Linked DNA regions of Pan troglodytes: region 2 is linked to region 1. The links are chromatin contacts, called in public HiChIP or PLAC-seq maps. All regions are on one chromosome and are shown on one strand. The core of a region is the stretch at or near the end of the contact, and the rest is flanking DNA. Distances in the headings are between cores, read along the strand shown.

Region 1 (4,438 bases), core at 598-3,097:
TAAAAACTGGGAGAGGATGCTTTTTTAAAAATGGTATTTCCAACTTTTTTTGAAAAAATTAGATGTTCTGGCAAAACTGGGATCATATTCTCACATAGCCACAATCAGCTGTAGCTGAGTGGCAGGTGACCCCTTCTACGGGTGAAGTATTCATTAACGTTAACTGCCTGATCTCTGAGACCATACCTTCAGCACCTGCAATCATTCAAGAAATAACTGACTGTCTTATGTGCCAAGAACTGTATTAGCTACTGGAGTTACAAAGATAAACGAGACAAACACAGTCCCTCACCGACAGTCTCGCTTAGTAGGGATGGCAAAGAAGCAATTAAGATACGTGTGATAAATGCCGTGAGGGAAGTGCAGGGCAGCTAAGAGTACATAGCAAAAATACCTAACTCTATGGAAGTTAGGGTATACCCCTCAAGTAAAGTGACAGCTAAACTCAGATCTTTAATAGAAGTTATCCAGAAAAAGATAGGAGGAAACAGGGAGCTCAAATGTCCCAGAGAGAGAAAAGAGCCTTTGTGAAGATACTGAGGGAAGAAAGTATTCTGAGGAATTGAAATCCGTTCAACACGGCTACAGCCATGCCCAAACTTTAAATGCAGGGTCAGAGAAAGGGCTCAACTGAAATGGCTGGCAGGAAAATCTACGTGTTATCAATAGTTAAGGTTAGGAGATGAAGGAGAATTTCACTAAAGAAGTTGAATATGTAAAATAGTTTAAGCAGGAAATAGAGGTTTCAGAAAGCACAGATGGGGTGTTGAGGGGTTAAATGGGGAAGAAACGAAGAAGCAGTGATAGCCTAAGTCGAAAGAAAGCACAAAGCAGCACGGAAATGAGACTATAGCACAGAAGACCACAGAAGCTTACATCTTGGGCGGTAACCAAGGATAACAGAGATGTAAAGCATGGTAAGTTTGGCTGGCCACAAGTATGCCTAGAGAATTAGTGCCAGCGGTCTCCTGTCGGCCACGGAGGCATTCAGGCCTCTCAAAATTCAGCTGCGCCCTGGATGGATTGTACTTCCGTCTCTATAGAAGACATCGGCTTCACTCTGGATTGATTGTGCAGGCTCCAGGAGAGGCTGTGGGTTCCAGGCTGCTGGAACGCAGGCTCCCAGGGAGTGGTTAGAGGCCTGGTCTGTATGTGCTGGTAGGTAGAAGTATAAATTACCTTGCATTACGTTCTGATTTTTCTGTAGGAATGGTGGGCATGTTATGGCCTCTTAGAGAAAAAGCAGTGCGTAGCCATTATAGATTTACAGGAAGAGAAAAGGTGCCAAGAAGTTCAACATTTGTCCATACCCATACTAAAGATGAGTCATTCTGTGAATCCAACTCTCCCCAAGTTGACCTCGTCTCCCCAAATAGACTGAGATCTTCACCAGAAAACAAAACAAAACAAAACATAAAAGGTCTGTTTATTTTGTAGTTCCCAAAGTGCCTTAATAGCTGGGTACCGCGAACACCTTCAGTAAAATTACCGACTTCCTGACTCCTCTCGGGTCACTGAAGTTACCTAGCTCAGTCGTCTTCTTGCATATTAAGGCGCTACAGAGACGCGAACCCCTATCTTAGACTCAATACTTCCCTTTATTCCAAACTCCACTGCGTCTCTCCACCCTCAACCGCATGGGCAGAATTGTCGCACAATTCAAAGGCAGGAGAATCCAGGACCCGACACAGAAAACTCCCGCCCACTCCCCCTCGTTTAGCAGCCCGCACACGCTCTGCATCCATCTCTGGGAAAGGTAAAAAGCGCTCACCGACTCTGGCCCTCCGGGAGACCCCGTAAATGCAGCCGTCCGCTCGCCGCCGTTATCCCAGGTAAGTACTTCCGGCGCGCGCAATGACGTTAGCGAAGCGCTCGCCTCTGGGCCCGCCTTCGGGGCCCGGATCTCAAACAGCCGGGAAGAAGCACCGTGGCTGCTGCTATCTGCTCTCCGCGCCTGACTCCTCCCAGGACTCGTGATGCCAAGGCCGCTGCGAGCGGCTACGAAGAGTCGGGGTTGAGCCCCAGCTGAGCCGAGGGCTCGCACTCTTCTGGTCTCCCAGGCCCAACCCACCTGAAGGTAAACGCCTCCTCAGCTGCGGCCTTCTCTCCTGCGGGGCTCCCTCCCCAGACTCGGCTGCCAAAACGCTCTGCCCCTCTCTCCCGCCACCCTTTTTATTCCAGGACGTTAACCTCTGCCTGCCTTCGCGGCTCTCAGCAGAACGTGTAACGCATAGTTTCAAATGAGAAACTTAAAAAGCGACGTATCTATGTTGAGTTCCTGAAGTTTTCTAAATAATTCCCCCATAACACCAAACGTGAGGCAGTTTTCTCATTCCTTCACGAATTGGCATGCCATAGAGTCAGTATTTTTCCATTTGTGATGGTTGATCTTCCCATCTCAAATACACACCGCACGCTCTTTTTAAATCAGAAATTTGAATTTGGTTGAGCCTGATATTTTCACGGTAATTTGCTGACTTTGTAAGATAAAATGTGAAAATTACTGATTACATTTGTAAACTTTATATACATATACACACATACCTACAGGTCTGTCTCTTCGAGGCACCAAGCCTATTTATATAATGTATCATTTCATAATTTGGCAATAAGCAAAATTAGCGTTTCGAAAGAAGTTTATATTGTCGATACATAAAGCTTAAATTTACTCCTTAACATCATACTAAAAGGGGAAAAGAAAATTTTCCTCTTAACACACCACTCCAGAGAAAAAAAATATTAAGACAAGCAAAAAAGGTACCCAGCCATAGTACAGGCATGCACAGCATAACAACTTTTTGATTAACAACAAACCACATATACCACAGTGGTCTCCTAAGAGTGTAATACATTGTACCATATTTTTAGTGTACGTTTTCTGTGTTTAGCTATGTAAATATTTACCATTGTGTTTCAACTGTCTACATTATTCACTACATTAACATGCTATACAGGTTGTAGCCTAGGAGCAATAGGCTAGACCATCTAGGTTTGTCTCAGTACACCCTGTGATGTCTGCACTGTGAAATCACGTAACACTCAGAACATACCTCCTTCATTAAGCATAGCATGACTGTGTATTAGCAAAAATCAGTGGCTAAGGTTCTGTCTGAGTCCCCATGCTCTTTCTGACCTGGGTAAGCAAGGTGCAGGTATTGTACATATACAGTACATATTCATTAGAGCATTTTTTTTGCTCATAGTCTGAGTGGAAGTTAGGAGTAGCCTCAGGGTTTTTCCTTCATCTATTTAAAACCCGTCTCCCTACCCATACAATCTGGCACTGAAAGTGTTGGTATAAAGAATACTTGAAAGAAGAAGAACCAAAAAAGAATTTTTTTTAAGTGGTGACTGGGAAAAAGGAATTCCTTAATTCAGCCTGCTGGAGTCATTGTTCCTAACTTCCTAAAATGTAAGGAAGGTGTACACATCTGGCATAATTAAATCGGTGATTGTTAATACTTTATTGGTTTTTGTTTTTTGTTTTTTTCCAAATAATACCCAGACTGGTCTGATGTATTGGTTTTATTTGGAATTAATAATACTTGGTTTAGGCCAGGTGTGGTGATTCATGCCTGTAATCCCAGCACTTTGGGAGGCTGAGGCAGGTGGATCATTTGAGGTCAGGAGTTCAAGACCAGCCTGACCAACATGGTGAAACACTGTCTCTACTAAAAATACAAAATTAGCCAGGCATGGTAGTGGATGCCTATAATCCCAGCTACTCGGGAGGCTGAGGCAGGATAATTGCTTGAACCTGGGAAGCAGAGGTTGCAGTGAGCCGAGATCGCGCCATTGCACCCCAGCCTGGGCAACAAGAGGGAAACTCCGTCTCAAACAAAAAAAAAAGAATCCTGGTTTAGACTGATTGCTGATAAGTTTATTTTCACTTTTAGAAATGAGTGGTGGATTGGCTCCAAGTAAGAGCACAGTGTATGTATCCAACTTGCCTTTTTCCCTGACAAACAATGACTTGTACCGGGTAAGTAAATCTTATCGAGTGACTGCTATTTGAGATACAGATAACCTTAAGCAAATAGTTCTCCCTGGCAAATTCTTTTTTCCTTTTTTTTTTTTTTCTTTTTTTGAGACAGTCTAATTCTGTTACTAAGGCGCGAGGCTGTAGTGCAGTGGCACTATCATGGCTCACTGCAGCCTCCCTGCCCCCTCAGGTGATCCTCCCACCTCATCCTCCCAAGTAGCTGGGAATACAGGTGTGTGCCACCATGCCTCTACAAGCTACCTGGGAGACTGAGGTTGGAAGATTGCTTGAGCCTAGGAGGTCGAGGCGACAGTGAGCCAAGGTCACACCACTGCACTCCAGCCTGGGTGACAGAATGAGACCCTGTCTCAAAAAAAAAAAAAAAAAAAAAAAATAGAAGCTATATTTATTGAACATTTAAGTCAAATTATGTGTTAGATACTAAGGAGATGCTAA
Region 2 (4,438 bases), core at 1,375-3,874, 88 kb after region 1:
TGACTATAAGTGGATGTATTTATTCTCAGAATATTTATTGAGTGCCCACTATGTGTCACACTGTTCTAGGGGCTGGAGATGCAGCAATAAAGGCAACAAAAGTTATTGTGCTTTTTGTTCATGATTTAGAGGTGCGGCTTGCTTTTTAGTGAGGGAGGTTACAATCTAGTGAAATGGTGATTTGCAGCATGGGGGATTTTTAGAGTGCTTGATTTAGTTTCCTTTTTATTTAAAAATACATTGTTGCCATCACTTTTGCAAGTAGAGCAGTTCTTGTCAGTCTATTTGAGGATCCATCCAGTTGAGGCATTTAAAAACTTCACAGTGCCTTAGACTTGCAAGGGACCTTAGTTGTGATAATAGTTTTAACTCCTTTATTTTACATATGAAAAAAAGGAAGTGACTTAGCTGAGTTTACCCACTGCATTACTGAGAGGTTAAAGACTAGGCCTTAAATCTGGTTCTCTTGTATACGTGCCTCAATCATACTCCTCATGGTTCCTGGTTTCCGAATTTGGGTCTGAATCATGAGAAGCTACATTTGCAAAAAGTACAGATGGTACAACGAGTTTAGAGACTGCTATGTAAATGGAGTGATTTGGTTAATCAGAAAGAAGATGCGGTGAAAGACCAATAGGATACCTGAGCTCTAACCCTGGCCTGCTCATCAAAGAAAAACCATTTAACCTGGGCCCTAATTGCCTCGTCTTTAAAATGAAGGGCTAGACTACGGATTTACAATGGCTCGACTTACGATTTTTCTACTTTACGATGGGTTTATCGGTGTACCAAATGCATTTTCAATTTACAATATTTTCTATTTAAGGTGGATTTATCGGGAAGTACCCCCTTTCTAAATCGAAGAGCATCTGCAGTCGATGAGGCCATGTGCATAGTACTTTGAGTCCTTTAAAATATGCATCTATGCGCAGGGATTTACAAAGTGCCTGGCACATAGTGCTCAAAAAAATGTTATTTATTTATTTACTTAGAGGCGGAGTCTCGCTCTGTCGCCCAAGCTCGAGTGCAGTGGCACGATCTCGGCTCACAGCAACCTCTGACTCTCGGGTTCCAGCGATTCTCCTACCTCAGCCTCCCGAGTAGCTGAGATTACAGGCGCCCGCCACCACAGCTGGCTAATATTTGTATTTTTTAATAGAGATGGGGTTTCGCCACGTTGGCCAGGCTGGTCTTGTGAACTCCTGACCTCAGGTGATCCGCCCGCCTCGGCCTCCCAAAGTGCTGGGATTACACGCGTGAGCCACCGCGCCCGGCCAAAAAATGTTATTATTAATCGCACAACAATCTCATATAGATGCCATTCAGAATATGAAAACGTTGAGAATTACAGAAATTAAGCAATACTTCCAAGGTCTATCAGCTAAGAAACAGGAGAAGCAGGCTGAGAATCCTGGGCTTCTGACTGTATTATTTCCTATGTAGTTTAGCTATAAAATTATTTTACATGAATTCGGACTTGATGTAAACCTAGAAAGATGGACAGAAACAGCACAGTTAAAGAGGGATATACTTTATGCAGAAGTAACCCATGTGCATGAAGGAAGGGTTCTGGTAAGGGAATGAATTTCATCTGCACTCTTTGTCAGGAGGCAGCTTTCCTTATGGGAGAGGGAGGCAGAGGTAGGGAAAATGTGTGAAGCCTTTGAATGCCAGGCTAAGGAGTGTGGGCAAGTCGTTAGTGGTTCTTGATCAGAGTGGTGGCATAGTATTAACAGCATTTTATTATTAATCTGGTTGTGGATTACTGAATACATTGGGGAGGTGGAAGTGGAGCTTCGGAGACCAGTTAGATGGCTGTTGCTGGAGTCTGGAGTATGAGGACCTTTAGTATGTTGACGTAGAGACCTGGGAAGGTGTTCTTTTGTTAGCAGACAGCGTTGAGGGGACATGCAAACTCCTTATATTTAAAAAGGACTTATGAGTATATAGGGGTTTCTTTCAAAAGCAGCTACTGCAGAGGCCTGAGAGGCCAAAAGGGCGCGTTTGGAATTAAAACAGAGTTAGACTCTTGGCTTTGTCATTTTCTAATTATGTAGCCTAGATGAAGTCACCTAATCTCTCTTGAGTCTTGATTTCAATTCCTCTAAGTTAGGGGTGACAATCCCTACTTGTTAGAGCATCTGTGTGCATAAACCAGACAGTGCTTTAAGGCATGTAGCAATGGCGCTGCGTGTTGGTTCCCGCCTTGCCCCCGGTATCCTGCAGGCGGGGGCTGGGTAGCTAAGGACAGCGGAGGCCAGGAAAGTCGTTCTACCTGGAGACCCCGGGCTGGCACTTCTGTCCAGACCTGGACAGGCCTCCGAACGCCGGCCGGCCCTACCTTGGACCAGGCTTCGCACGGGATGAGGAGCATCCCCTGCCAGTCGGTGGGACAGACGTTTTCCTCCTCAGAGGGGCTCTGGAGCGCGAGGCAGTCCCCGGCAGCCGGGGGTACCAAGGGGGCAACGGGGGAACAGCGCGGAGAGGCGGCGCCGGCGCCCGGGGCAGCCGCGGCCACCGCGGCCACCCCCGCACCGCCCGTCAGCTAACTCGCCGCGGGTGCTGGGCCGCGCTGGCCGCGTTTGAAGTCTCCGGCGCGGCTGCTGGTTGGCCGGCGGGGGTCACGTGCGCCCAGGCAGGAGTTTCCCCGACAGCTGGAAGCTGCGTGGGATCCGGCGGCGGCTCCCGAGCGCGGCGGTGCGGCCTTCCCCGCCCCCTCCCTCCCTCCTCCCCCGCCCGCTTCCGCCCGGCTTATTATCCTCCTTATTGACAAACAGAGCGGTCGCGGCGGCGACTCTCGGCGTGCGTTGATAGCCAAGCCATGGGAGACAAGAAGAGCCCCACCAGGTAACAGCGCCCGGGCCCCGGGGCCCGGACTGTGCGGGCGGCAGGGCCCTCGTGCAGGGCTTCGGGTGGCCGCCTCGCTAGCCGCCCGGGCACCGGGGCGAGCACGGGGGCAGCGCCGCTGGTGTGCGAGTGCTGCCGCTTGAGGGGGCCGGCGCCGGCCGCCCCACAATGGAGCCGCGATGGCGGCGGCGACCGGAGTGGCCGCCCGGGTGTCAGAGCGGCTGTGGCGGCGGCGACTGCGGCCGCGCTCGCGCCCTGCCTCTTCCTGATTCCCTTCCCCCTCAGCCGGAGCGCGGCGCGCCGGGGGCCCGCGGGGCGGGGGTCGCAGAATTGGGGCGGGGGGCGGGGCGGGGGCGGCCGCGGGGCCCGGGCACCGGGCGCGGCCTGCTGGTGACCCCGCGCCGCGTCGTGTCCGGGTTGTGTCCTGCAGGCCGAAGCGGCAGCCGAAGCCGTCCTCGGATGAGGGTTACTGGGACTGTAGCGTCTGCACCTTCCGGAACAGCGCCGAGGCCTTCAAGTGCATGATGTGCGATGTGCGGAAGGGCACCTCCACCCGGTGAGTCCCGGGCCTGCCCCTCGCGCCGCCGGCCGGCGGGGTGGCGACCAGAGGACGCCCCTGCGGCTGCCGCCCCCTCCCATGACACTCGCGGACCCGGCGGGAGGAGGCAGACGGAGGTGGCTGTGGCGATAGGAACTGGGTCACATTGATCGCAACCCAGGCGATGGTTTGCGGTGAGGGGTAATTGAAGAGGCTGTAACGTTTTTTGCTGCCAAGAGAGAATAAATTATTTAAGGGAGGCATTAGCTACTGCGATTTAATTCGTATCGCTGGGTGTAATGCCCCTCTCCCCACTCTGGGTATAAAAATGTTGGCTGCATTGTTGTGTTAGTGTGTGGGGATCAAGGAAAACCCATAAAATCCTCTTTAGGAGCAAAGGATGTAATTTAATTTCGTTCCTAAAGAAAGAAAAGTATCTGATTGCAGAATACACAATATATTAAAACTTCTTTTTCTACATGTACTTCTGGAAGGGTCAGATCAAGGTTTTATTTAGTGTTTTTATTCCAGTACTCTAATATTTTATAAATAAGTAGTTGGAGATGAGCCCAGTCACAGGAACAGATTTTTACTGAAAGTACCTTTATATCTTTAGTTTGATTAAATGGCAGTCTCTTAGACAAATGAGATGAAAAGATCTCTGCCTATTTTCAGGCTTTATTTATTGTAAGCTTGCAGTATAATAACTCTGTCTTTTAAAAAATGACTTTGAATTAAGTGAATAAAGAAAATCATCCAGGAAATTCAGTCAGTGGCATTCTTAATCTGTCAGCACTTAGTTATCGAGCTCCTTGATTCTTATACGAAGGTACCCTTTGAATTAAATATAATCCTGTGATTTATTACTTAATATTTAGAGAAGATATGTATTTTGATATTACAAAGTCCATTAGAAACTAAACTATAACAATAAGCATACTAATCTTACTGTTGCTTTAAAAAAGAAGGCACATGTAATATTGACATATACAAATATTCAGTAGACGTTAGATTTCTAAAAAATGAGATCTTGATTTTTTTGAAAAACACCGT

What was found. HiChIP or PLAC-seq counts read pairs in DNA pulled down with a chosen protein or histone mark.
Region 2: an H3K4me3 HiChIP or PLAC-seq map of stem cell-derived excitatory neurons shows a contact between it and region 1, with 4 times the contacts expected there. The contact joins the promoter of YAF2 here to the promoter of ZCRB1 in region 1. A contact is called at or near these places in 1 of 7 Hi-C or Micro-C datasets (stem cell-derived neural progenitor cells) and 1 of 1 datasets of contacts at active chromatin or transcription factors (stem cell-derived excitatory neurons).

What each region holds. Positions count from the first base shown.
Region 1 is chr10:53,521,100-53,525,537 of NHGRI_mPanTro3-v2.0_pri, forward strand. ZCRB1 (zinc finger CCHC-type and RNA binding motif containing 1) reads left to right here and starts at 1,848. Exons shown (of 8, transcript XM_001167603.5): 1 at 1,848-2,077; 2 at 3,897-3,982. The coding sequence starts at 3,899. PPHLN1 (periphilin 1) reads right to left here and starts at 1,959. Exons shown (of 12, transcript XM_063785757.1): 1 at 1,772-1,959.
Region 2 is chr10:53,607,887-53,612,324 of NHGRI_mPanTro3-v2.0_pri, forward strand. It overlaps YAF2 (YY1 associated factor 2), which reads left to right and starts at 2,625. Exons shown (of 5, transcript XM_063785771.1): 1 at 2,625-2,847; 2 at 3,278-3,403. The coding sequence starts at 3,379.